7 separate regions of the Mus musculus genome follow, and regions 1, 2, 3, 4, 5 and 6 are each linked to region 7. A link is a contact called in public HiChIP or PLAC-seq, Micro-C and promoter capture Hi-C data. All regions are on one chromosome and are shown on one strand. The core of a region is the stretch at or near the end of the contact, and the rest is flanking DNA. Distances in the headings are between cores, read along the strand shown. Region 1 overlaps Spef2 (sperm flagellar 2). Region 2 holds the start of Il7r (interleukin 7 receptor). Region 3 overlaps Capsl (calcyphosine-like). Region 4 overlaps Ugt3a1 (UDP glycosyltransferases 3 family, polypeptide A1). Region 5 overlaps Spef2 (sperm flagellar 2). Region 6 overlaps Spef2 (sperm flagellar 2). Region 7 holds the start of Prlr (prolactin receptor).

Region 1 (3,716 bases), core at 449-2,948, 600 kb after region 7:
TATGCAAACTGTTCCACGTATAAGGGGAGAGGCCTCACTTGAACTAGTCAAATAATTACTGAATCTCTTGGAATCATGTATAACAGAATTCATTTTCTACTACACAGGATAAGTAAGAGCATAAAGTGACAGGTCAATTATTTCCTTCCTTAATGGAGAGAAAACCTCCTACAAAGCCAGGACAGCTCAACAGCCCTTGACACTAGCCAGAGAAGATTCTGTTCAGGTTCCTGCCTGACAGCAGAAGCCTTGAGATTGGCAGCTTTCAGAGACAGCCTCTGAAGAACAGCAAGATCCACAGGGAAATCCAGAGGCTCCAGAAATCTTCTAAATGATGTGTTTCTCCCATTTTGGGAAGTGTTTGCTTTCCCACGGGGTAGTATCTAGTGATGGTAACATCATGAGAGATTTTTTTGAATAGAAGCTGGGTGGCTCAAAGATAGAGAGGGCTGCCAAGCAGAGAAGATGCAGACACCAAAGCAAGGCTCTCACAGCTTCTCCTTATGCCAGGAGTGTAGCCAGAAGCCAGAGGTACCAAGCCACCAGCCATACAGTATGCCAGGAGATTTTTGACACCTTGATCATCAGAACCTCTTCTGTACCTTTCCACAGTCTTCTTATGTATTCAATTCACTTTCTTCCTGAGAGCCCCTCCTCCCAACCATCCTGCAGTTAACCAGACGCCTAGAGCCAGAGTCACTTAACACACTAGCAACCTAGCTCATTTCTCCGGTAGTGAATCAGTAAGCTATTAGTGAGTTTACTCAGTGGCCAAAGACTTCTCTATGGTAAGTGTGATTCTCCTTGCCCTTCATATCTCCTGCCTGTTGCTGACCTCAGTAATCAAAAAACAGGGTGAGAAGCTATTTGATTCTCACTGATAGGACTATATCAACAAGAGTTGTACCAAAGACCTGGAAAGCCTAAGGAAAGAGCTTTGAGATCTAAAGAGAGGTCTCTTTCCACTAAGACATTTCATTCCTTTTTTTGCTAACCAAAAAAAGAAAGAAAAGTAGGAAAGGGGAAGATGAAATGGGGGAAGAAAGAAGGGGGGAAGAGAGGAAGGAAGGAAGGAGGGGGAAAGTAGAAAGATAATAAACATTGCAGACTTGTCAGGGGCTTCTCGTGCTGATGCTGTAAATCTTTACGCCAGGTATCCATGGACAAGAAAATACATCACATGTTTTTTAAATGAACCTTAACCACAGTGATGTTATTTGAAGATTGTTCGAGATAAGCAGAGCCAAAGCTAGAATGTGGTTTTTCAAGGTTAAGAAGTTGTTTGCTATTATAAACAGTGGGAAAATGAAGGCTGCTGCTTCAGAGTTCTGTGTTTACAAAGTCTGTGTGTACAAGCCACAGAATTTAAAAATACATACTTGAAAAAAAAAAGGAGTACATGAAATGGTTACAACACACCTTAGTTCTGCTCCTGTTTCAAAGTGGACAGGCTTGGTGCTTATGGGAACAAGTCCTAGATTCTTGGAAGTGTGTGATGCTGGGAAATGTGTCCTCCGATTTCACAGCATCCTGTGTTTCACAACAGTACCATGGAGATAACTGTCAGGCCTTCCTTGTGGGGCTTTGGCATGGATAAAATGACTGCACAAGCACCAAATCGCTGAGCTCAGTGCCCGGCAGATAAAAAGCAGATACCACTGCTGATACTGACGCTGTGGTGGATACAGGAACATCAGAACCAGACACGCTCGCAAGTGAGACAGACCATGCGCAGTGGCAGCTCGATGGCCAGACAGATGGCTCAGTTCTCATCTCTCCAGAGAGAGACAAAGGTTTCCCTGGCAGGCAATCACAGTGACCAAGTGTTAAACTGAAATCCCAGGAAGAGTCAGAGGTGAATACGATTGGAAACTCCAGATTTGGTGCTGGAATTTTTTTTTTAATTTTTACAGATTTGCAGTTACATCGTTTACATATTTTTCTACTCCTCTAGACCTTGTACAGAGAAAGTACGTCCAAAAGTATTTTTGAATCATTAAGGAAATGATTTGTGTAAAGGTTACAAAATGAGTGAGAACATCATAACCGGGGAACAAAGTCAATTTCCTATGACAAGTATGTGACTGTGACAAGCATCCGACACTTCCAGTCCTCTCTCCAATCTGCTGACAACAGCCCCCTATTTCATCTTGAATTTTCCAATGCTGGTTGGCATGTATCAAGAGCATGCATGTCACGTTGCCCGTGCTGCGGAGTGCCAGACAATCACAGAATGAGTACCTTAGTTTGCAGATTAACTAAGGTCTACCAACATAGATGCCCATCCTCTAGCATTGCAGCAAGCGGGACCTAGACATCAGTGTAAGCCACTGTGCTTTTCCACGTAGCTCACTCAAGGTTGCCCGCTGTCTTTAAGGAGGTCAATGTTTTGAAGAAATGGGGTCAGTATCAGTCCTGGCAGGAACACATACGCAAACCAACAAGATAGAGAGTGAAGCAGCCTGTGTCTTCACGTGTAAGGCGACCACAATCTGAAAGCTCTGCAGTCATCTCTGGAGCAAAGAAATTTACATTCGCAAAGCATTTTCCTAAACTTTGGGGGAAAATTAAACATTAACATTACCACTATGCAATCTTTGTGCTTTTTGTATATTATAATGTTCATTCTACATATATAAGTTCACATTTATGTTGAAAAATAAACTATGATTTAAGAAATTAAAGTATTGATCTTTCACTTCCTTAGTTAGAGTCACACCAAGGTATTTTATATTATTTGTGACTATTGTGAAGGGTGTTGTTTCCCTAATTTCTTTCTCAGCCTGTTTATCCTTTGTGTAGAGAAAGGCCATTGACTTGTTTGAGTTGATTTTATATCCAGCTACTTCACTCAAGAAGGACAAAGACCAAAGTGTCTTTGCCCCTTCTTAGAATTGGGAACAAAACACCCATGGAAGGAGTTACAGAGACAAAGTTTGGAGCTGAGACGAAAAGATGGACCATGTAGAGACTGCCACACCCGGGAATCCATCCCATAATTAGCCTCCAAATGCTGACACCATTGCATATGCCAGCATGATTTTGCTGAAAGGACCCTGATATAGCAGTCTCTTGTGAGGCTATGCCGGGGCCTAGCAAACACAGAAGTGGATGCTCACAGTCAGCTATTGGATGGAACACAGGGCCCCCAATGGAGGAGCTAGAGAAAGTACCCAAGGAGCTAAAGGGGTCTGCAACCCTATAGGTGGAACAACAATATGAACTAACCAGTACCCCCCCCCCCCCCGGAGCTCATGTCTCTAGCTGCATATGTAGCAGAAGATGGCCTAGTTGGCCATCATTGGGAAGAGAGGCCCCTTGGTCTTGCAAACTTTATATGCCTCAGTACAGGGGAATGCCAGGGCCAAGAAGTGGAATTGGGTGGGTAGGGCAGTGGAGGGGTATGGGGGACTTTTGGGATAGCATTTGAAATGTAAATGAAGAAAGTACCTAATAAAATAAAATAATAAAAAATAGAAATTAAAGTATTTTAACATTACCATCTCTGATAGTAAGAAAAAATATAAAGAAATGGGAAAAATCCCAGGGGGAAAATCTACTGCTCAAAATTTCTACATTTAAATTTCTATGTAGATGTTATTAACTTGGCATTATATTTTTCTTTAATAGAGTGTGAATACTGTCTTATTCATTTATAGAAAAATAATCTTTTGGTTTACACACTATATGACAGAGTTAAGTAATTGCTTTTACAA
Region 2 (3,712 bases), core at 992-3,491, 650 kb after region 7:
GACTCCAACAACGAATTACTTATGAAAGAAGGTAAAGGATCAAATTCCATTCCTGAGTCATAATTTGCCAACACTTGCATTTAATAATTTCTCCGTGCCTGTACTTAATAGTTAAGTACAGGTGTATACTAGAGATATATAGAACTCAAAGGAGAAAAATGGCTACATTTGTACACTGAAAGATTGAGTGTAAAAAATATTTTTAAATGATCTTTTAATAGCTTATGAAAGATGAAATCTTTATTTTGTACATTTCTTTGTTTTTAGAAACTGTATATATGTATTGAGGATATTGAAACCATAACCACCCTCCTGTCTTCCCTACCTACCGCATTCCAACACCTACTCTCCTTCTCAGTTTCATGTCCTCTAGTTCTTTAATTATCCAGACTCCATATCCCCATTGCTAGGAGTCGTAGCTAGGGTCACCCTCATAGACTCCTGGGAGTTTTCATTGCCCTTGTTTCTAGCTAGTCCCAGAGATGCCCATCTCCTGTAACCAGAAAAGACTTCCAATGGAGGAACTGGGACACCAACCCACTCACAAAATCTTTAGCTCATAGTTTGTCCTACCTACAAGATGTGCGGGCATAAAAGATGAAACAGAATTAGAGAGAAGGGCAAACCAATGACTGGCCCAGCTTGACACCTATGCCATGAGAGGGAGCCCACTCCGACACTCTTAATAATATTCTCCTATACATGCAGACAGGAGCCTAGCATAGCTATCATCTGAGAGGTTTCACCTAGCATTGATGGAAACAAATGCAGTGACCCACAGCCAAACGTTAAGTGGAACTTGGGGAATCCTATGGAAGAGAGTGAGGATGGATTGAAGATGCCCAGAGGGGTCATGGTCACATTGAGAAATACTACGGAATCAACTAACCTGGGCACATAGGTTTTCATATAGACTAAACTTTCAACCAGAAATCATGCACAAGACAAGCCTAGACCCTCTGCACATATGTAACAGTTGTGCAGCTGGGTCTTCATGTGGGACTCCTAAAACCGAAGCCAGGGCTGTCTCTGACTACATTGCCTGCCTTTGGAAGCCTTTCTGCTAACTGGGCTGCCTTTTCTAGTCTCGAGAGAAGAAGATGTGCCTAGTCTTACTGCAGCTTGATATGTCAAGGCTGGTTGATATCCAAGGGAGGCCTCCCCTTTTCTGTGGAGAAATGGAAGAATGTTAGAGAAGGTTGGAGGGAAGGGAGAAAGAGGGATTGGGAGCAAAGGATGGGGGGGGGGGCGCTGCAGTCAGAATTTAGGATAAATAAATAACTTAATCAATTCTTAAAATGATTTAAGAAAAGGATCCACAGAACCTACTTAGTTCAGCTCTTGTGCTCATGAGTGTATAACTGCCCACTAGAGCTTGAGCAACCTACCATGGGACACACTTTTAAAGAAAACTAACTCTTAATCGCCTGGTATTTGTCAACCTGCCAGGAGGGCCTCAGCTAGGGATGTGGCCTCTTGAACACCTGCTCTGTCCATATTGGAATGTGGATTGGTGTGATCTCATGCCAGTCTTGTGTCACAACCATAGCTTCTGTGAAATTATGAACACAAAGATCCTATTATTTTTATAATAGATAATTTCACTGTATTTCTCTTTGGCTCCTGCCTCTTCTGATCTTTCCTTCTCTCCTCCATGGTGTTCCCTGAGTTCTTGAGGGGAGTGTTTCATGGCTGGTACTATAAATCTGACCACGAACCCGTGCCAGGGAGGTCTTAGAGCATAGGGGAAAACACAGGACTATTGTTTGTTTAAAAGACAGAGTATCAAACTGTCTTCTAGACATTTGTCCTTATACCCATAGAATAGTGCAGCCTTGCCTCTCATTAGAGAAGCTCTTTTCTCACTTCTCTCTCAGAGAGCAGAGAACTGGGCGTGACCATTGAGGGTTCAGCCCTAAGTGGGACAACTCTATCCTAGCATCATTATTCCTAAAACAAGAGCATCCCCAACCAACTGAGGAGCATCGTAAGTGTGGATTTTGGCCTTGTGATCCTGTTACATTGGACCCTGAGATCATCTGAAGCATCACTTGAAGTCTACCACCTTGCTCAAAAGTAAGCAGTTAAGTTCAGGAGCTTCAGGGAATACCAAGATGCAGGAAAAAAAAAAGTCACACTCTACCTCTCCGTTTTCTCTACCTCTGCTTACAGCAGCAATCCTTTTGCTCAGACTTCCTGTTTCTGGCACTTGCCTTCTTCTGTGATGTTCATAGTTCCCTGTCTGTGGTTTAGCAGGCACAGAGCTGGTTTGGGTCTCCCTCTCTCTCATTCACTTGCACATACAAGCGTGCTTCTTCTCTATTCTTTCTCTCTCTCTCTCTCTCTCTCTCTCTCTCTCTCTCTCTCTCTCAGAATGATGGCTCTGGGTAGAGCTTTCGCTATAGTTTTCTGCTTAATTCAAGCTGTTTCTGGAGAAAGTGGAAATGCCCAGGATGGTGAGTCATTTCTAACTCCTTTTTTAAAGGATTTCAGATTACCTGTAGCATATATGATCAAGTTACACAGTTCTCTAACAGGGCAAGCAAGAATTTAGCACTAATTAGGTTGTTTTGTGGGTATTAATCACCAGGACAGAGGGAATGATGACAATACTGCAAATGGCTTGTAACTCTCAAGAACTGTCAAGAAGCATTGAGTTTCATTCAAATTCTGGCTCATAAATGTGGATGTATGCTGGTAATTTCAAAAAAGAAACCTCATATCAGTTCTTTGTTGGAGCTTTTTGGATGATCGCTTCCAAAACTGTATTAGACTGAAAAATCAAGCCATTGTTGTTTTGACTGTTTATGGAGTTCTAAAACCCTAGATACCCATGATAAATTAATGGCCAGAAACGAGAGGTTTGTGTATTCACCAAAACTGTATTTCTAGTGTCTAGAGTTTAGAAGTTACTCTATAATGTATTTCTTCAACATACTTTAGCTTTGGCAGATTCATGTTAGATTGCTGATGAATAATTCAGTAGTATGCTAAGGAAGGTGTCTTCTTTGAAATACACAGGGTTGCTTTTATATTCAGAGAATCCATTATATGGTCATCATAATTCTCCTCAGAATCCATAAAATACTTAGACCTTGACTTCTTAAAAATAGGCATTTTAATTACAGGACTGTACTCAAACGTCTCTGGCAGACACAGCAGCTACATGGAATGTGAATCTCCAATTTGTTTCTACAAATTAATTAAACTGTTTTCATACACACACACACACACACACACACACACACCATTAAAAGGGGAATGTGTGTGTGTGTGTCTTTGTGTATGTGCGTGTGTGTGTGTGTGTGTGTGTGTGTGTGTGTGCATCCTGCCTCTGGTTCCTGAGTGCTAGGATTAAAGGCAGACACCACCATGGCTGGCCTATATGTGCATTCCTAAACTGGGTGCAGTAGTACATCCCTGTAGTCCTGAAGCCTAAGAGGCTGAGACAGAAAAATCATCTTTGTTCCAGACCAGTTAAAGCTACATTGCATAAGCTTGTATCAAATACATCTGTATTTTCTTTATGCACAGTATCAATACACATCAGCCTAGCTCTGTAGTTTAGCTCTTCAGTCAAATGCCTTTAGTTGTGCATCCTAAGCTTAGATATTTGTGTGACTTTACTTTGTAATCAGCAAGGATGGAAAACCCTTGCATGTTCTTATGAAGAGAATCATCAGAGGAGTCACACTCTTCAGCATGACGGAGC
Region 3 (3,381 bases), core at 551-3,050, 720 kb after region 7:
TGGAGACTGAAAGGAAGTGTTGGAAGGAGAGATGGGGAAAGTATAAAACCAGCCAGGTAACTGACTTCCAATTCAAAGGAGCTTAGGATGAGACTAAGGGATGAAGGTGGACTACAGTGCTTACAAAAAGGAAAGAACAGTGATGTAGAGAACCCTGTGGGTGAATTGAAGAGAAGGTACAGAAGATAAGGTGTGCGACCAAGTGGAGCCTGGTGCATCCAATATGACAGCTGGACCCTTTGGACAGTGATGAATTCATTTAAAATGGCAAGTGACTGAACTGGGAGTTTGAGGGGAAGGGAAGACTAGGGTTACAAAGCTGTTGATTGCCTCTACCTCTCCCTACCCTCGCCCAGCTACACACACAATGGCAAGTGAAGGGGATATCCACAGAGCAGCAGAAGGCAGTGACTGGGAGATCTGGAACAGAGGCTGAGTGGAGTAGCCAGCCACAAAGGAGACTGGTGCACTGGGGCCAAGCTGGCTTGCTCACTCCATCGCTCTTTTGTACAGTTGGCTGCTGCCCCTGACAGAGTTCTCAGCCAGGATTTCCAGCGTTCTTGTCGGATGAGATGTGGAAAGTTGCAATTGCAGGGATCTGCTTCTGAGAGCATGTCTTTTTCTTGTTTTCTTTTCTTTCTTTCTTTTTTTTTTTTTTTTACAATAAAGATAAATTTATTTTGACTATCACGTGAAAAGAGAAAAGAATGATATGTGTCATAAGGAATTTTTTAAACATACAGAAAGATAGATGGACAAATGAATAGATGAATGGATAATAGATAGATAGATAGATAGATAGATAGATAGATAGATAGATAGATAGATAGATAGATAAAAGAGACAGAGACAAATGTGTCTTCCTTTTATCTTTACTATTTTCCTGCTCAAGAAAGCAAACATGTGTCCTTTCCTATAACCTCAGATTTTTTTCTTTTATTTAAAGTTCATGATTCTTATTAGTCTTCCTTCTCCAAACTTCACACACAAGTTTATCAAGTCTATTCTGCATTAATCTTCCTTCCTTCCTTCCTTCCTTCCTTCCTTCCTTCCTTCCTTTCTTCCTTCCTTTCTTCCTTTCTTCTTAAAGGTTCTGTTTAGGCTTACCTGTAGGGAATAAAGATTCAATAAGGCCCCACCTGCACTTCTCCACTCCATTGGGTTGTCTTAGTACTACCTGGTGGCTGCAAACTGAATTATCCCTCCCTCTTCCCTCCTCCCTCCCTCCTTCTTCCCTCCCTCCTCTCTCCTTCCTCCCTCCCTCCTTCCTTCCTTCTCCCTCCCTCTGTGGGTCCCCATGGCCTTGGGTGAAGACAGAATGACATGGCTCCTGCCCCTGGGACACGGCCAATATACTTGGGCCTCCACAAGTGTCTGTGACTGCCAAGAGCATAAGGCTTGTTTGTATATGTTGTACATATTTTCAGGGTCCTCCAAGGAATGTCCTCCCAGTTAATGTTAATGACTTCATGGCACTTAGAGATAGCAGGGGTCCTGAAGATGAAGGTGTGTCTAATGTCTCAGCAAAATGGTAAAAGCTCGGACCTCCAGGACAGCCCTTAATATATATAGTATTTGAAACATATATAATTTTTCAATTATGCAAAAATGTTAGGATGCAATATAAATTGTATAAGGAACAGATGCAGCAACACTATGAACTGGCTTGGCAGAAAGATACAAAGTCAGGCAGATACAAATGCAGGCCAATTCTTGAGTTCAAGGTCAGCCTGGGACAGAGGGAACTTAGGCACAGGTGTGGTAGAAATGGTAATTTCAGGACAAGGTCCCACCCAGCAAAGTTTACAAAGGCAGGGAGCTCTCTGAATTCTTTTACAATGTTTTAAAATAAAAATGTGCTCGCTGTCTCCAACAGAGCCTGGGGTCAGAGGGTGCTGATTCATAGGATAATCAAAGGTGAACCTGGAGTAAATGCCTGGATTGATATGTAAAATAAAAGGCTGGCTTCTGTTCTGCAAGAGATGAGCTATTGGCAGAGAAAATTTTTAGATTAGCAAGAAAGAACTGCTTGGAGAACTGTCTCAAGCAGAACCTAGAGGGCTGTCGAGAGATCTCCAGAGAAAGTAGAACAGAGAGAACAAGCTGGAAAGCTTTCTCCAGCAGAGCACAGGCCACCAGCTTAGACCCACAAATTGTTTCGCAGTTCCCAGACACCAATTCCTCAGAATCCTTCTCCAAGCCAAGGCTGGTCCTTGGCATCTCTTCCTCCTTCTCTCCCTCTCTACATAGCAAAGAACCTGTAAACACAATAGTAGACACAGTCACTGAAGTGCAATCTCTAGTATATTTTCCCACATGTCACAAAACACCAAATTCTTCCACGTCCAGTTTATTACTAATTCCAAAAAAAAAAAAGGTGTCTTTTTGGGTGCTCAAAAATGAAAACGTGCCCTTGGTTTCCCTAACTAGAGGTCAAGGAAACTGAAGAAGTGTTGGTCTGCTCAAATAAAATTGAGAAAAAGGAGTCAATCTGTGAAGATGCAGAGGGTAGAGGGTAGACTTATAACAGAAGACCCAGCAAAGGACATGCAGGGGCAGGGCTAGGGAATATACATCAAGGAGGGAAATGTCTACTCTCCTGACTGGTGGGGATGTGTACCACAGTGATGGGCTCAGTCATTTAGTTTCTGCCATGTTCCTTTGTCCCTAGTGCCTGAGACACAGGGAATGTGTACTACCAGAAAACCACTGGGTGGCAGTCTCATGAGCCCAGCCCTGTAAGTGCCATTTTGGGCATTTCTGTAGTTGTTAAGCATCCATGCCATCACATTAGACTATTTCAAAAACAAATGACCTAGTATTGCTGTAATAGTTCTGCAGCTTTAAAACATTGCCCCGTAAGAGTAGAATAGAGTAGGAAAGCAATCTACAAAGCAGGTGGCTACTGGTTAAGACAGAAGGGCTTTTAAGCGATTCTGGGGAGGTCGGGGAGAAGCAAGCTGGCTTTCTCTCCAGATCCTCTCCTAGCTCTGTTCACTCATACTTCACCCTGAGGAATGTGACCACGACTTTTGTTGCCTTTATATCCATTTCCAGTACAGGTTTGTTTTGCTTTTTTTTTGTTTGTTTTAACATTTTATTGATTTTTCATGAGTTTTTCATTAATGTGACCCACACATTAATGCAGACCCCTGCTGATGCTGATACATCCCAATTCCACTCACCTCCCCAACCCTTTGTATCTGCCCTCTGCCCTTACAATCACCCCACAAGAAGAAAATAATGACATCTCCTATGTAGTATGCCACAGTGTGTCCCACAGTATACTATTGTGTCCATACTTCTTTACTTGCAAATGTTCATTGCAATGACTTATTGGTCTTTTAAGCCCCAGACTTCAGCCATACTGGATCTTCACCT
Region 4 (3,430 bases), core at 288-2,787, 870 kb after region 7:
TCTCTCTATGTGGCAGTATCTGATTCACCTGTCTAGAAGGTGAGGACTCTGTCAATCACATCTAGATCTCTAAATGTAGATGAATCTTCTGCTACTTGAAGATACAGTCAGGAAACCCAGCTGATGACTGTCTCTCTTTCACATCTACATACTGTACCCCTACTCCCCCAATTTGAGTTTTCAGAAGATTTTATCCAAAACTCATAGCTGATAACTCCTTCCAGCAATGAAAAAAAATATATATCATTCAGTGATCACTCCCCAAACCCTTCTTCTCACTCAGTGCAAGGAAAAGTAGGGACTCTGGTACCCAGTAGAACCAGAAGAAACCTGTACTCTCTGTGCATTTAGATGAAAATAGGAGAAATATCACCTTTATCATTTCAACAACTCGGCCACCACTGTATAAAAACTCAGGGGGTCATTCCTCCCAGCAAGGGACAGGGAATTATAGAAGATAATTTCTACAAAACAACAATCCTATAGTGACAGGTAACAACCAATCAAAATTTATAAGCTCTGTACTTTTAATTTTTCAGTGGTAGTGATTTTGAGCCTGCATTGATCATGCAAACTAGATGGCAACTTTAATGGTTTACAATAGCTGAATGAAGTATAAAGGGCTCATAGACTGGGGACACAGAATAACAGACACAGTTCTTGATGCCACTCCTGCTAAGTTCTATCTAGATACATGCCTTCTGAAAGAGGTATATGTTTCATCATGAAAAGTGTGGCTCTGTAACAAATACAAAATGTACAGACATTTGCTGCATTTAATCTCTCTCTGTGTGTGTGTGTGTGTAATCAAAATTCAATTGGAAATATCAACACTAACTAAAAGAGTCATTCTACCAAAAGAGGGACAAAACCAACTCATACTTCTTAGCATATAACCAGGTCTTCAATATCAGCATGGGGCATTCTGACACTGTACTTACACAGCCCTAATAGTGTAGGCTGCAAATATCTCCCTTACCTTGAGGCACTTCCTTTCAGGACATCTCTGACAAGTGACAACCTCCACCTGCGTACTGAAGGTCTATGAATGAAATATAAAGTGAGAGCTAATGTGTCACTTACTTGGGGTATTGGCTGAACAGGTTTGTCCAGTAAACCTCCCACATAGACTGTGTTGGGAAACAGGGGACGAGCAAAATCCAAGGCAAAGTCAGAGTTGACAAACCACAGCTCAGCTTTCAGTAGAAGGTCAGACAACACTGGCTGAGAGCCTTCCGCAAAATGCTCCTGGACAGTATTGCCATATTGAGAAAAGATGTCCCTTCGCTTCTTGGTGAAATGAAAGAACATCAGAATGTTCTTCACTCGGCCCCAAAAGTCCATTTGGTCAGTTAGACCAGAACCATACACTGGAGCATATGACAAGGGGGCGTTTGGTAACCCAAAGTCCATATAGCTAAATTGAAAGGGAAGAAAGGACACAAATCGTTTCCCAAGCTTTTCAACAATCAGGAAAGAACAGAGATCCATTGAATCAAGAAGTACTAGGTCAAAGTTCTCCTTTTGTAATAACTCCATGATGTCCTTTCTGCTTAATAAGTGACTGCATAAGTCCGCAAAGTATTGATGAATCTTTAGTAGGGTGTGATATTTGGACCTGCAATAAATAAATAAATAAATAAATAAATCATAACATATTTTGAGAAGCTTTTTCACACTATTTGGAATGATGTTATGCTTAATTCCTAAAGAATATTTTCTATGTTTTTATACAATTTAGCATTCAACATTAGATATAGTATCCTTAGTTATGGATATTAGTAAATATTCACTAATGATATTTTTAAGATATGAAAGGATATGAATATAAAAGTTGAACAAATTTCTTATGTATTATTTGAGTCTCAAAACATTTAATATTATTAATGTGTTTGATATATAAAATGCATTTAAATAATGAAAATTTAAAAACAGAAAAGAAAATATTCTGCAGCTAGACAAATACAAGCCTATAATTCCAGCACTCTGGGAATGGAGACAGGAGGATCAAGAGTTTAAGGTAGGCTTAGGATTGTGACTTTGAGGCCAGCAGTACCAGGCTAAATAAAATTGTGACTCACTTAGAGAAAAATGATTTCTAATATATTTTAAGGAAAGAGGCTCTGTAGCCTGACTTTTTTCTTTTATTCTGTTTAAAGATAGAAAATCATTAGTTTTAGTTTCTATGGAAACCATATTGCTTTTCACAAAATATGGTTTTTAATTAAAAGCAAGCAGACACAAAGAAAGTCATTTCCACATTCCTCCATTGCTGGTGGGATTGCAAGCTGGTACAACCACTCTGGAAATCGGTTTGGCAGTTCCTCAGAATATTGGACATGGTTCTACATGAGGACCCAGCTATACCATTCCTGGTCATATATCCAAAAGATGCTCGAACATGTAATAAGGATACATGCTCCAATATGTTCACAGTATCATTATTTATAATTGCCAGGATCTGGAAAGAACCCAGATGTCCTACATCAGAGGAATGGATACAGAAAATGTGGTACATTTACACAATGGAGTATTACTCAGCTATTAAAATGATGAATTCATGAAATTCTTAAGCAAATGGATAGAACTAAAAAATATCATCCTGAGTGAGGTAACCTGATTGTGATTGCAGGCTGGTATCCAGTCGAGCTGAGGTCTGAACCCCGATGATCATAATTCACCTTCATTACACGGTAGGCGTTCCCTCATGCTCCTGGAATTCCACCCCCTGCCTAAGGTACCACCTCCCACAGCCCCCACAAGAGAAACATGGTTAGTAGTCACATAAGCAATGGCCCAAGCTTCTGACCTTCAGGCTAAACTCCTCCCCAGTTACCTAGCAACAGTGACGACCATAAAAAGGGGTGCTCAGCCTGCACCTTGCTCTCCTGTTCCTTTGTCCTCTCACCTCTCTCTTCTCTCACTTCTCTCTCCTCTTCCCTTTCTCTTTGTCTTCTTCTTTCCTCTCTTCTCTTCTCTCTCTCTCTCTCTCTCTCTCTCTCTCTCTCTCTCTCTCTCTTCCTCCTTTCTACCTTCTCTCTTTCCCCTGCATTTCTACAATAAAGCTCTTAAACCATAGAGTCTCTGCTCTGCTCCTTCAAGTTCCACAGCGCACTCTGGTCAGTGTTAGGAACTTCTTCCCTCTTCCCTGTCTCCCACAACCCTGGTGGCTTTAGCCAAGTAGCTCCAGGGGCAGGGGTCTCCAGGCAGGGCTGCCCCTTGACCACTCCCTGATGAGTAGGATAGAGAAATGCCCACCCAGGGATGAGTGGATAGGGTAGATAGTAGCCTCCCCACACCTGACTGACCAGAGAATAGGGAAACTCTGGCGGGGTGCGGGCATCTTTTTCCTTCCATTCTTCTCCAGGGCCACAGGGCCCCCCCCCTCTTTTTATTTTGTTTCCAACACCTGATTACAAAAGAACACATA
Region 5 (3,656 bases), core at 519-3,018, 570 kb after region 7:
TCCTGTGATCATTTCTGCATGTGCCCTAAACCTTGTTCTTTTATTACGATGTAACACACCATATTTTGTTATGAATGCTGCTCAGAAAGTTCACAAAATTCTCAATGAAAGATACTAAATCTTTCATTGCCTGCCCACCCCAAGGAGCCCAAAGTTCTTTGTTTCAAAATCTTAAGCAGTTCCTGGCTGTACGGATTTTGCTACATAGCCATGTCTTCCAAGAGTCAAGTCCATTAACTCGAATGTTGGTCATTTACTCACCACGCCTCAGTTATGTTTCAGGCAAATCATCCCCCGTGGCAGAAGTCAGTCCAGTCACAGTCACACCTGAGGAAATGGCTGAGATGGAAAAGAGGAATGAACTGAGGCTCAGGATAAAGGAAGAACATCTTGCTGCCCTGCAGACAGAAGGTAGGAGGAGGAATAGAGTAAGACCGTGCTTTCAGTGGAGCCGAAAAACCGACACAGGTCTCATCAGTAGCCTCAGACTGAATCTCAAACTCAAGCAGAAGGACTGAACACACAGCATTCAGATAGCTTTTCTTTTGTCCATAAAACCAGCCTTGGCTACTATGCTGTCATATGAGTTAGATGAGTCTGGATTTAATTAAACTTAATTAAATTGATTAATTGATTGATTGTTTGACTGACTGACTAACTGACTGATTGTTTGTGACAAGGTCTAACTTTGTAGCCCAGTCTGACTTCAAACTTGTTATGTAGCTCTCTCTGTTCTTGAATTAACAATTCTCCTGTATTTGTCTCCTGAGTGCAAAGAATATAGGAATGCAATACTGTGCCTGATTCCCTAAGTAATCTATTTAAAGTATCTGCAGGCTATCAGAAAGCTTTAGAAAAGAAGAAAAAGAAAGCAAGGGCTGTAATTCAAATTTCAAAGACTAGAAAGAAAAATAGATTGCAAATTGGTATGATTGTCCAGGTTAGGTAGAAGCTGTCTAATACAAATGATTTAATATCACAAAAAAGAATGTTACTCCTCTTGCTAAGAAAAAATAAGTCCTTGGACTGGAGAGACAATTCAGTGGTTAAGAGCACTGACTGTTTTTCTTCCAGAGAATTCAGTTTCAATTCTTAGCACCTACATGGTGGTTCACAACCATCTATAACTCCAGTTTCCACTGGATCCAGTACCTTCTTCTGATCTCTGCTGGCACCAGGCACAAAAGTGATGTACAAATATATTATGCAGGCGAAAAAAAATCATATTCAAAAGTAAACCAAAAGAAGTCCTGGCCAAAGCCCATAAGTTATGAGAGTGAAGTTGGGAACAAGGGCCAATCAATCTTCACATCTCTTTCTCCAAAATGTAAAGGCTTTCTTCCCAGTACTCAAATGACTGCAAGACCTGTTCTCCCACATTCTCCCAAAGAGATTGATTAGTACAAATCAATATGGAATTTGGAATATTAGGAATAGACCAAAGATAGTCTATGGAAAAGGAATCATTGCCAATATCCTCATTGACAGAACCATAATGTAAGCAAGGGCACAGAAAAGCAACCAAAACAAAGGGTCCATGCTTGAGAAGACGATTTTCATTAGATATATGAGAGATATAGTAGCCAAAGGCTTTGGGAGGATGTCCAAAGCATCCAAGAGAAGACAAGGTCAGACGATCAAGGGCCAGGGCAGAGGCAAGGCTACAAAGAAAATGAATTGGAAGTTTAAGGTGGTGGGGGAGGGGCCTTACAACCTGTGCCTTTGGCATGTGGTGAACATCAGTTGAGAAGTGGCTCTTCTTGGCAGACAGGAAGTAGGTTCCTGAAGAACGATGAAAGCAAGTTTCTGTCTTTCCATCAGCAGTCCTCCTATAGTCAGCTTGAGATGTGCCAAGATTGTATATTAGCCCAAGTCAATGGGCCTGCCCTTGGTGGGGTAGAGGGTACTTGGTGTAGTCTCCCTTTCTCTCCCTTCACCCCTTTACCCACCACCAACCATTCCCTTAATCCAGCAAAAAAACATCAGAAGTAACCTGAAGCCAGGGAGCTGTGAGGCATCTGGAGAGGAGAACACATGTTTCTTTGCTCACTGTCTGTGTTCACATCTGCTTCTAGTGTTTTCCAATAAGCCCCATCTTTGAATTCACGTGAAAAAAAACATCCTCAGTGTGATGAATTTTAATTCCTCATGCTACAAAAGTTATCAGGTTTTTCACTGCAGGCTTCATCCTGTTATGGTGGCTGGAGTCTCACATGCACATGCACAAGCTTTATAAAAGCAAACCAAAACAATAATAAAGCTAAAAGAAGATAGATGAAAGCAGTCACTTATAATACTCTGTGATGGTGTAAGCATGCTTATGGGACAAGGTGGGGAGGCATTAAGAAAGCCTTCTCAGAACTAATGTGGCCTGAACCAGAAAAGTATGGAAAAATGTGCTCAGGAGACAAGCCAGGGCCAGGAATAGAGAGCAGAGATGTGTGCCAAAGCAGAGAAGATACAAAACCTGTTCAGGGGAGAAGCCAGGAGGAAGTAGACTTGAGTTAGAAGCCTGATCATGGAATGTCCAATAGACCCCTCCTCAACAAAGATAAGGTCCCTTCCCTGTGGAAGCTGAGTAATAATGAATCCTGGGCAGAAGTGTCATTGCCCTGGAAACTGTAGGAAGAGAGATAACTCAGGTGCCTCAGAGTGCTGCTGAGAAGGAAGTAGATTTGGAACTGAAGTGGGCAACAGAAGTGGGAGAAAGCATAGTTCAAGCTATAGTGTGGGTAAGAAAGGATCAATATCTGATCTTCCAGGTACCAAACTTATTAAAGCTCAAGAAGAACTTAGTTTAAATCCACAAAAGTCTTTACAGTGTGATTCATTTAGCTTCGCTCTGTGATGGATGCCACCTTAGCCATATTCACGAATTAAATAAAGCTTTATAAACCAAAGTATGATAGGTATAAAAAGTGGGCTTGGTTTATGTAAGAGCAATGTAGGTATAATGTATTAAAATCTCCTTTTGTCTTTTATTTATATTGTGTGTTAATTTTACACAGTAAGGTTCATTATGATCATGTTATGCATGTGTGTGACATACTATGACTGTGTCCCTCCCTCATCACTATGCCTCACGTCCCTTGCTCTTCCTCTTACTTTGTTTTCTAAATCACCCCACTCTGTGTTCCTGTATCTGCAAAATACAAATGCATATGAATAAAAAGCATAATGTTTCTCCTTCTGAATTCAGTTTCTCTTTTTAAATAGAACAAGCCGCACAATTTCGACTTGAGCTAATAAAGTTGAAAGCTTTGTCCGTCCTGGAAGATTTAGTAACAAAGGTGATTGATGTCTACAGGCTCATGGAAAAATGGCTTGGTAAGAGATATTTGAATGAAATGGCCAGGTAAGGTTTTCCTCAATCAAAAATAATCATACTCAATGCCAAAAATGCAAAAATTGACACGGGTGTTTAAGATATCCACAGATTTAAATTACAACACACGCGCGCACACACAAACACACTCACATACACACACACACACGTGCAGACACATGTGTCTCTGTGTATCTCTGTGTCTGTATCTCTGCCCCCGCCACCCCACCCGCACCTGTTATGAACACTCAAAATGAATACCACCATCACATTTGTGTAGAGTATTTTTCTGCCTGTCAGTGGGCTCTGCCACAATATCATTTTCACTCTG
Region 6 (3,604 bases), core at 552-3,051, 540 kb after region 7:
TTTGTGTTTTGTGCATAGGTGATCTTTGAAAATGAAACTGACACTACTGTAGCTTAGACACCTCTATCCTCTTTCAATGCAACAGATTTTGACACACTGACTATATAGTGCAGCAACCACCATTTCTAAATACTCAGCATCCAGCAGTTGCTGCCACTCTCCTATTTTATCCACACAGCAGTGATCCTAGGTACTTGCCAGTAACAATCCCATTTTATAGCCATAGAAATATAGCCAATGGGTTAATGTGTTAGGTTTCAGCATAGGAATCTATATACAAGCACCTAAAGTCATCAGCAAACTGCTTCTCCAAGGAAGCATTATCCAATGCATGAAGACAGAATGACAAAGTGTACCTGCAGGGCTGTCTATTCCTAGAAACAGTGTAGCCACATCAGCCCCTAAAGTACTTGATGTCTTAAATTCTACTCTTATCTAATATCACTTCTGGAGCATAACTTAGTGCTATACATTACTCGAGCCCAAAGATTCACATCCTAGCTTTACCATCTACTCACGTGAGGAAAACACCTTTTCTATGACCCAGTATTCTCTTAATAAAAATAAAGATAAGGAATGAGCTAATTAATGCTGCTTACTGGCATTTACTGGGTGATCAGATATGTCAACAATACATTTAAGAAGAACTCAATACTCAGAACCACTATAATTTTAGTATACTTATATATAAATTATAAAACAAATGAAATATTCCCAAATGCCCATACTATAGGCCTATTGCTATGTGTAAATATGATGTTATACATTATCCTATTCACATTCTTCCTTACTGGCCACAGCCTGGTATGCTGCTGAGCTGTTGTTGATCATCCCCATTACAAACAATTTTTTGTCAAAGGATGCTGTATTTGTGATAAGCAACAAATTCATGGTCTTGGTTCAAATGTAAAAGTGTATTTTTTTCCCACCAACAATATTTGCTTTTGTTTTGTTTTGTTTTGTTTTGTTTTTAAATTCACATAAAGTGATACCACTTTAACAAAGAAACTAACGCACAAGTAGAGCTATCCATGGAAAATGGGATAGAAGTGGATTTGTGAGACCTGTGGGCATCTGATCAGAGAGAACAAGAGCATCATCCTCCCAGGGATCCATCCCATAATCAGCCTCCAAACGCTGACACCATTGCATACACTAGCAAGATTTTGCTGAAAGGACCCTGATATAGCTCTCTCTTATGAGACTATGCTGGGGCCTAGCAAACACATAAGTGGATGCTCACAGTCAGCTATTGGATGGATCACAGGGCCCCCAACAGAGGAGCTAGAGAAAGTACCCAAGGAACTAAAGGGATCCGCAACCCTATAGGTGGAACAACAATATGAACTAACCAGTACCCCCCGGAGCTCGTGTCTCTAGCTGCATATGTATCAAAAGATGGCCTGGTCGGCCATCACTGGAAAGAGAGGCCCATTGGACTTGCAAACTTTATATACCCCAGTACAGGGGAACGCCAGGGCCAAAAAGTGGGAGTGGGTGGGTAGGGGAGTGCGGGGGAGGGTATGGGGGACTTTTGGGATAGCATTGGAAATGTAAACGAGGAAAATACCTAATTAAAAATATTTTAAAAAAAGAATCTAACGCACAAACTTGTTAGGTGTGTCTTCGAAAGGGACATCTCCAGAAACAACGGCTCTCGGGTCCATGGCACAGAAGTTGTACAAGGCACGATTCTCATACACAGCTGCTCTGTTTCTCTTCCCACTCAGGATCTGCGAGACCGCCTATGGGACATCTGTGAAGCGAGGAAGGAAGAGGCGGAACAGGAGAGGCTTGATATCATTAATGAGAGCTGGCTGCAGGACTCTATCGGAATCACAATGAATCATTTCTTTTCCCTGATGCAGGTAGGGACAGCCGGGCATGGTGACACAGGCTCTCTTTGCAACCTTATTCCTCAGGGAACAAGTCCATCTGGAATGTTAGGGGTCTGAGCATGAATCATTTTTTGCTCATTTTGCTTATTTTGTGTGGTATGCATTCTCTGTGTGGTACGCATTCTGCCTTGCCAAGTAAAATTAGCTAACAAAAATTGTTTTGTTTGTTTGTTTGTTTGTTTGTTTGTTTGTTTTATCCCAGCCAAGCAATCATACAGACATTGAATCTCAAGCAGCTACTGGACATCTCTTGTCCCTGTGAAGTTTCTGTGAGATTGCAGAGACGCTGTCTGAAACGGGGGTATTTACCTGACCAGATTCTCGAATACTTAAAGGTGGCCACAATAGCCAAGGAAATCTGCCCTACCATAATTTCTGGGCTACGTTACAACCATGGGTACCATTGCTGTGATCAGGGGAAAAAAACATATCAGCCTTTAGCTGTTAGATGTCACAAGACAAAATGACTATAGACACAGATTTTGAGAGCTCAAGGATTGATACAGGATGGAGGCGTGGGGTCAATTGTGTTTGCTTTGTAGTTTTTTAACTTTTAATTTCATGTTTATCTGGGTCAGAGTGTGATTTTGTGCACCTGCTATGTGCCTGTGTAGATAGGAGGTTAGATTCCTTCCTGTATATAGGAGCCTTAAAATGCTATCTGCCTTGAGAAATAACTATACTTTGAAATGATGGTTTTGTGGATCTTGAGGAAGGCATTCCTGCATTAAAAAACTGATAAAAAGAAAAGGGCTTGTCTTAAAATGTGCATTTCAAACACACACACACACACACACACACACACATACACACACAATTTTTACAATGGATCAATTTCCTTATGTCCTGAGGGAGGCTAGGGGTTAAGAGTCTTGGACAAACAAATCTGTCTAAAATTATTGATGCTTAGGAGACTATCAAAGCTATCATGGCCAAGCTATACTTACTTAATTTTTGTTAACAGACTAGTGGCTCATAGGGGAAATGGAAGGGGAGCCATTTCTCATCATAACTGATCAACTTAGAAGATACTTTAGAAAATGATAAAGTATCTCTGGTGATATGACTTAGACATCGTAGGTTTTCAGCAAATCTTTTCTAAACAGATGACCCTTCAATTCTAGAAGTTTTAGCCTCAAATGAGACAGTCCCTGCTCCAAGGGCAGGTCTAAAAAGTCAACAGAAACCTAAAAGAACAGAAAACCCTCAAGAATTATAGTAGCTCCTACCTTAGTATTTTTTTCCCATAGTTTCAGTTTCCATCTCTAAACTACAGGTGTGTGTGTGTGTGTGTGTGTGTGTGTGTGTGTGTGTGGCGTTTGTGTGTGCTTTTTGTTCTTGTTTTGTTCTTTGTTAAACTATAACACACCTACTAATATGCCCATCAATTTATTTGACAGATGCATTAATTCATTTTTTTTACTGTCTTAGATTTTTTAAGCTTCTTCCACAATGAAACATGCAATTTAGAGCAACTTAAATCCATGGTCCCTCACAGTCTACTTATATTTGACTTGGAGTAACATGTCTCTCATATTCTTTAGGACAGAGCTATGTTTTGGGTCAGACATGATGAGGTAAATCTTTGACTGTCCCATTTTGCACCAATATATTGTTTCACCTCACTTGGGATGCTTAGGAAACACCTTAGGATGCTTCCCCTTCTCATTGCGCCAACACTGCATATTCTCCATGTCCATTATTTG
Region 7 (3,805 bases), core at 688-3,187:
ACCCTCCCAGTCTACTCCCACATCCAGTACAGCCGCCAGCAAAAGCTTGGTGAGATGCGTCCTGATGCAGCATCCTCAAAGACAAGGGGTTTTCTGGCATGGACAACAAGGGGTGTCCTTAAAAATTCTTCATCTGTTCCCTAAGTACAGTTTCCACCCTGGGGAAATAACTCACAATCGCTTCTCAAAAGGGATCGATTTGCGAAGAAATCACTTTGAGAAAAAAAAAAACAAAACGCCACTGAAACAAAAAATCAAAATATTCCGGTTTCTGCTCTACTCAGCACCTCTGTTCCATTCAGCACTTGTAGCAAGAATGATCAGTTTCCCTAAATGTACACACAGTAAACTGAGGCCAGGAGAAGGTGAACTCCCACGATTGTAGTGCCACGGGAGGCAGAGCTAGGATTGGTCAAGACACTCCGGTGGGAAATCTTTCCCAGCCAATTCCATGAATGAAGATTAAAGGACGCTCCCCCCCGACCCCCCCCCCCGTGACATTAATAACAGGTTGCAAACATTTTCAAGTTCGATCACAGAAAACCCCAAGTTGCTTGTTATTAAGGGAACGTGGGTTGCTTCCCTACCACACAGGTAGAGGTCACTAACAGGATATTTTTCTACACAACTACAGCCCTTGCCTCCCCCTGCCTCAGCATTAAGAGTCTGGGTTCTGGGAGGCTATCCCCTCTGTCCCCTGATCCCATGATCTTTGCTCCAGCAGTGTGTCCTTGCTTCTACCCCTAGGGCCTGAATTCCTAGCACACTGCCCAGACTCCGCTTAGCTGCCTTAGGGAGTGGGGGTGGGAGCTCAGGTGACTGTCTCTTCACCTGGCACCCAGCTGTGCAGCCGGCAGGAGACTGCCCAAGTTAGCTGCCACCACGTCTCCTGCCCCAGCCCATTCAGCCTCCCCGCTATCTCCCCAGCTTTTCATTTCGACACAAACCACCTGCAACCCCACCATCACACCACCGAAACTCATTCGCAAGGGCGCGCTTGCAGGGTTTATTTTAAAACACACCGAGAGCAGTTGTAAAAGCTGGGGTGGGTGGCCAAGCCCCTTGGCATATATTTAGCTTTTCTCGAAAGGGACACCAAGGTTTGGCTTCAGGCACGCTCACAGCACGGGATGGGGTTTCCTCGCGCCCGCGGGCTCTGGCAGCTAGCTGGCATTTCCCTAAGCTGTCCGCGCCTGCAGCCAACTGTTCCACTCCCACTCGCGGCCTCGAACCCGCGGCCCTGGAGAGCGCCCGCCCGCACCACCCCTGGCCACGCACAGCCTTGTCTGACATGGGTACTCACTTCTGCTGGAGAGAAAAGTCTGCCATACCAGGGATTGAGCACTTCTTGCAAAGAACGCGAGCTTTTTCAGTGACAGGTAAAGCTGTTTCCTGAGCCCCGTGTAAAATCCAGAACGCAGGAGAGGAGTGAGTGAGACAGAGCAGGAAGGCGGGGAAAGCCCAGCTCAGAAGACCCGGCAGTCTGGGGATTTTAGCCTCTGCTCTGCCGTCGCCAGCCGCGTGTCTCTGAGAAGAAGCTCAACTCGGTGCACTTGTTCACTCTTTCTTCACTAGAGGAGGAGTCAGTGTTGCAACATGCATGTTCCTTGCTGGAGGCAAAACAGTGATTTTTCTCCAGCGTGCAAAAGGTCCAGAGCCTGCCAGTTTTATAAGGTGACGGAGATAGTTGGGGGAATCAGAATGCAGAGAAAAGGTGGACAAGGTAATGTCTGATTTCTCCCGGATCCGTTTCGCATGATCAGGGGACCTTCTTCCATCAAGACTACCAGTAAAGAGACAAAACAATAATAGAAATGTCCTTTAAGTCCTGTGACCTCAAAGATGGTATTTCTCCCAGTAGCCAAGATGAGATTCGGTGTCAAATTTCTTTCCGTACTTCCCAGCAAGCAACACCCAGCAGCCAGCCGCTTGACAATACTTGAGGGGGCTCTAGGGATTGGAATCACACCTTCCCTGGGAAGGAGGAGGAGTCAGAGGAAAGTGGTCGAGGAAGAATAAACAGGGACCCTTAAAGGACGCGTTGCTTTCTATTTTTTAACACAGCAGAACTTCCAGGGCTCTACTTTATGCTCAGCCACATCAAAATAGTAGATACACCAACATCCTCAGCAACCCACGAGTCGGCTCCTTTCCGCAAATGCAGAATGTACCTCCTCAAATAAGCTGCACCATCTGAGGGTTGTTTTATATTATGTCTTTGGTATTAACAAAACACTGCTTTTCCTCTTGCACCCCTCCCTATGTTCTCTTGAAAATAAACTATTAAAACAACAAATACCAATAGCTACTTGGATCAAATAGTTATCTCTGAACAGGTAAGTGATGCCATTGATTAACACTGTGTCCCGTTGTTAGGTAAGTTAGAGGGCCACGATGGGTGGTTATTTTGAACAAGCTATTGAATATTTTTTTTAATCATTGAAACATTGCTTTTTCTTCCTCTGATTTGATTGACACTTTACAATAACTGGCAAATCACATTCGTTAATGGCTTTCTGCCACACTGCAGGAAGCTGCTGGAAATCCCATGACGTTTAGGCGATTCTCTTGCATTAGAAGAGGCGTTCACACATGACCTGCACAAGATAAACCATGATCTACCCCTGGTTTTCAGAGGCTGTGGGGTGTGTATCTGCTGTGCACAGACTATGCCGGCTTCTGGTGGCTGAGGTGGACCATTGCTCACAATTACCTTTGAGAGTGTATAATACAGTGCCCGTTCATTTTCAAAACTAACGAGTATCCTCTCCAATGGCAGAATACAGACATTCTTAGTGGCCAAGTTACACCACAATGAACCCATTGTTAAGTTTAAGATATTTTAAGAAAAAAAAAAGAATAAAAACACCTGTTGAACATCATAATCTAGCCTTGTCTTGCCTATCAGATATGCTTAGAACTTGTATATTTGACTGAATTTGGGGGAAATTATCTAGCACAAAACTTAACAGGATGCCCGTGTAGGTAGATCATCATATTATTAAAGTGTCTAAACCATCGTGAACCACCAGAGGTTAGTGATTATATTCCTGTGTGACCTTTGAAAGGCTGGGGGTTACTCAGTAAAGTGTAATTTTCCTTGACTATTCTAACAGATAATGAGAAGAGAGGGAGAATCACCTTTGGCAATGGAAAACTGTTCGATTTCCTTGTGGTTCCTAGACGTCTGCGTTCCTGCTGCACAGCAGAAGTAGGTTCCAGAACAGGGTAAGTGACTAATCCACATGCTATTTGGAGAGAAGGTCATGGCTTTCTGCTTTGCTGTGCAGCATATACCCTGACCCCAAGCCACAGGCAGGCGTTCACAGTCGTAAATTTCCTTGTGCTCTCCTGTTACTGAGATGCTGAGGGAAGTCATCTGTGAGGCCAGCTTCCCTTTGCTCCATAGCTAGACCATGACTCTCTCCTTCTGCACACACTGGAACCATTCACCCACTTCCTCGTGTTCTCCGTTTGCTTAGATCTGCATCTGCCTCAGTGTGTGTCTTGTCTTGCTGATTCATCCAGCTGTGTCTTGACTCTGTATCTGCTCACTGTCTCCAAGACCTCACCCCACAGTTTAAGGTAACACACTAGCAATGTTTTGGATATCGCTATTCATTTGACTTGCACGAGTTTCACTTAGTGTAAACCAGGCTCAGCAGGGGAATAGCTATAATGTTGATGGAGTCTGTAAAATGCCAATCACGCTAATAAAACCTTATGGTCTTCACGGTTTTCTTTCCTTGCCTGTTTTGTTTTGCCTTCCTATTTCCTAGCCATGAGTTCCCTTCCACAGCTTTCT

What was found. Promoter capture Hi-C pulls out the DNA fragments that hold promoters and counts their contacts. Hi-C and Micro-C count contacts between places; a contact is called where the count stands out from the background. HiChIP or PLAC-seq counts read pairs in DNA pulled down with a chosen protein or histone mark.
Region 1: a Micro-C map of granulosa cells shows a contact between it and region 7, with 3 times the contacts expected there. The contact joins the enhancer-like site here to the promoter of Prlr in region 7. A contact is called at or near these places in 5 of 39 promoter capture datasets (embryonic stem cells, hippocampal neurons, liver and 1 more), 1 of 484 Hi-C or Micro-C datasets (granulosa cells) and 1 of 9 other capture datasets (liver).
Region 2: a contact with region 7 is called in a promoter capture Hi-C map of neural stem cells. The contact joins the promoter of Il7r here to the promoter of Prlr in region 7. A contact is called at or near these places in 15 of 39 promoter capture datasets (the 3T3-L1 cell line, the C10 cell line, cranial neural crest and 10 more), 4 of 115 datasets of contacts at active chromatin or transcription factors (bone marrow-derived dendritic cells, bone marrow-derived macrophages, large pre-B cells and 1 more) and 2 of 9 other capture datasets (embryonic stem cells and liver).
Region 3: an H3K27ac HiChIP or PLAC-seq map of embryonic stem cells shows a contact between it and region 7, with 4 times the contacts expected there. The contact joins the enhancer-like site here to the promoter of Prlr in region 7. A contact is called at or near these places in 10 of 39 promoter capture datasets (cranial neural crest, embryonic stem cells, frontonasal cranial neural crest and 4 more), 1 of 15 datasets of contacts at CTCF or cohesin (large pre-B cells), 4 of 484 Hi-C or Micro-C datasets (embryonic stem cells, granulosa cells and nephron progenitors), 7 of 115 datasets of contacts at active chromatin or transcription factors (embryonic stem cells and large pre-B cells) and 4 of 9 other capture datasets (adipose tissue, embryonic stem cells, liver and 1 more).
Region 4: a promoter capture Hi-C map of liver shows a contact between it and region 7, with 2.0 times the contacts expected there. The contact joins the enhancer-like site here to the promoter of Prlr in region 7. A contact is called at or near these places in 4 of 39 promoter capture datasets (cranial neural crest, frontonasal cranial neural crest, liver and 1 more), 1 of 115 datasets of contacts at active chromatin or transcription factors (bone marrow-derived dendritic cells) and 2 of 9 other capture datasets (adipose tissue and macrophages).
Region 5: a contact with region 7 is called in a promoter capture Hi-C map of liver, with 4 times the contacts expected there. The contact joins the enhancer-like site here to the promoter of Prlr in region 7. A contact is called at or near these places in 5 of 39 promoter capture datasets (the 3T3-L1 cell line, the C10 cell line, liver and 1 more), 2 of 484 Hi-C or Micro-C datasets (CD4 T cells and liver) and 1 of 9 other capture datasets (adipose tissue).
Region 6: a promoter capture Hi-C map of hippocampal neurons shows a contact between it and region 7, with 4 times the contacts expected there. The contact joins the enhancer-like site here to the promoter of Prlr in region 7. A contact is called at or near these places in 5 of 39 promoter capture datasets (the 3T3-L1 cell line, the C10 cell line, hippocampal neurons and 2 more), 1 of 115 datasets of contacts at active chromatin or transcription factors (embryonic stem cells) and 2 of 9 other capture datasets (adipose tissue and liver).

What each region holds. Positions count from the first base shown.
Region 1 is chr15:9,578,608-9,582,323 of GRCm38.p6, reverse strand. The region is part of intron 36 of Spef2 (sperm flagellar 2); the gene reads left to right. Among named protein-coding and RNA genes, the nearest start is that of Il7r, 51 kb to the right of the region's middle. Within about 2 kb of position 1,698, at least 29 of the 459 cell types and tissues checked have an H3K27ac peak or open chromatin away from gene starts, as enhancers often do. A contact at or near this core is called in granulosa cells, where this site is marked.
Region 2 is chr15:9,528,405-9,532,116 of GRCm38.p6, reverse strand. It overlaps Il7r (interleukin 7 receptor), which reads left to right and starts at 2,241. Exons shown (of 8, transcript NM_008372.4): 1 at 2,241-2,456. The coding sequence starts at 2,375.
Region 3 is chr15:9,451,485-9,454,865 of GRCm38.p6, reverse strand. All of the region lies in intron 1 of Capsl (calcyphosine-like), which reads right to left. Among named protein-coding and RNA genes, the nearest start is that of Capsl, 17 kb to the right of the region's middle. Within about 2 kb of position 1,800, at least 16 of the 459 cell types and tissues checked have an H3K27ac peak or open chromatin away from gene starts, as enhancers often do. A contact at or near this core is called in embryonic stem cells and pre-B cells, where this site is marked.
Region 4 is chr15:9,304,263-9,307,692 of GRCm38.p6, reverse strand. It overlaps Ugt3a1 (UDP glycosyltransferases 3 family, polypeptide A1), which reads right to left. Exons shown (of 7, transcript NM_207216.2): 4 at 1,084-1,618. Among named protein-coding and RNA genes, the nearest start is that of Ugt3a1, 26 kb to the right of the region's middle. Within about 2 kb of position 1,537, at least 2 of the 459 cell types and tissues checked have an H3K27ac peak or open chromatin away from gene starts, as enhancers often do. A contact at or near this core is called in liver, where this site is marked.
Region 5 is chr15:9,609,208-9,612,863 of GRCm38.p6, reverse strand. It overlaps Spef2 (sperm flagellar 2), which reads left to right. Exons shown (of 37, transcript NM_001305042.1): 28 at 283-411; 29 at 3,217-3,355. Among named protein-coding and RNA genes, the nearest start is that of Il7r, 81 kb to the right of the region's middle. Within about 2 kb of position 1,768, at least 8 of the 459 cell types and tissues checked have an H3K27ac peak or open chromatin away from gene starts, as enhancers often do.
Region 6 is chr15:9,632,813-9,636,416 of GRCm38.p6, reverse strand. Spef2 (sperm flagellar 2) reads left to right here. Exons shown (of 37, transcript NM_001305042.1): 24 at 1,731-1,868. Among named protein-coding and RNA genes, the nearest start is that of Il7r, 100 kb to the right of the region's middle. Within about 2 kb of position 1,801, at least 7 of the 459 cell types and tissues checked have an H3K27ac peak or open chromatin away from gene starts, as enhancers often do. A contact at or near this core is called in hippocampal neurons, where this site is marked.
Region 7 is chr15:10,175,370-10,179,174 of GRCm38.p6, reverse strand. It overlaps Prlr (prolactin receptor), which reads right to left and starts at 1,937. Exons shown (of 10, transcript NM_011169.5): 1 at 1,304-1,937.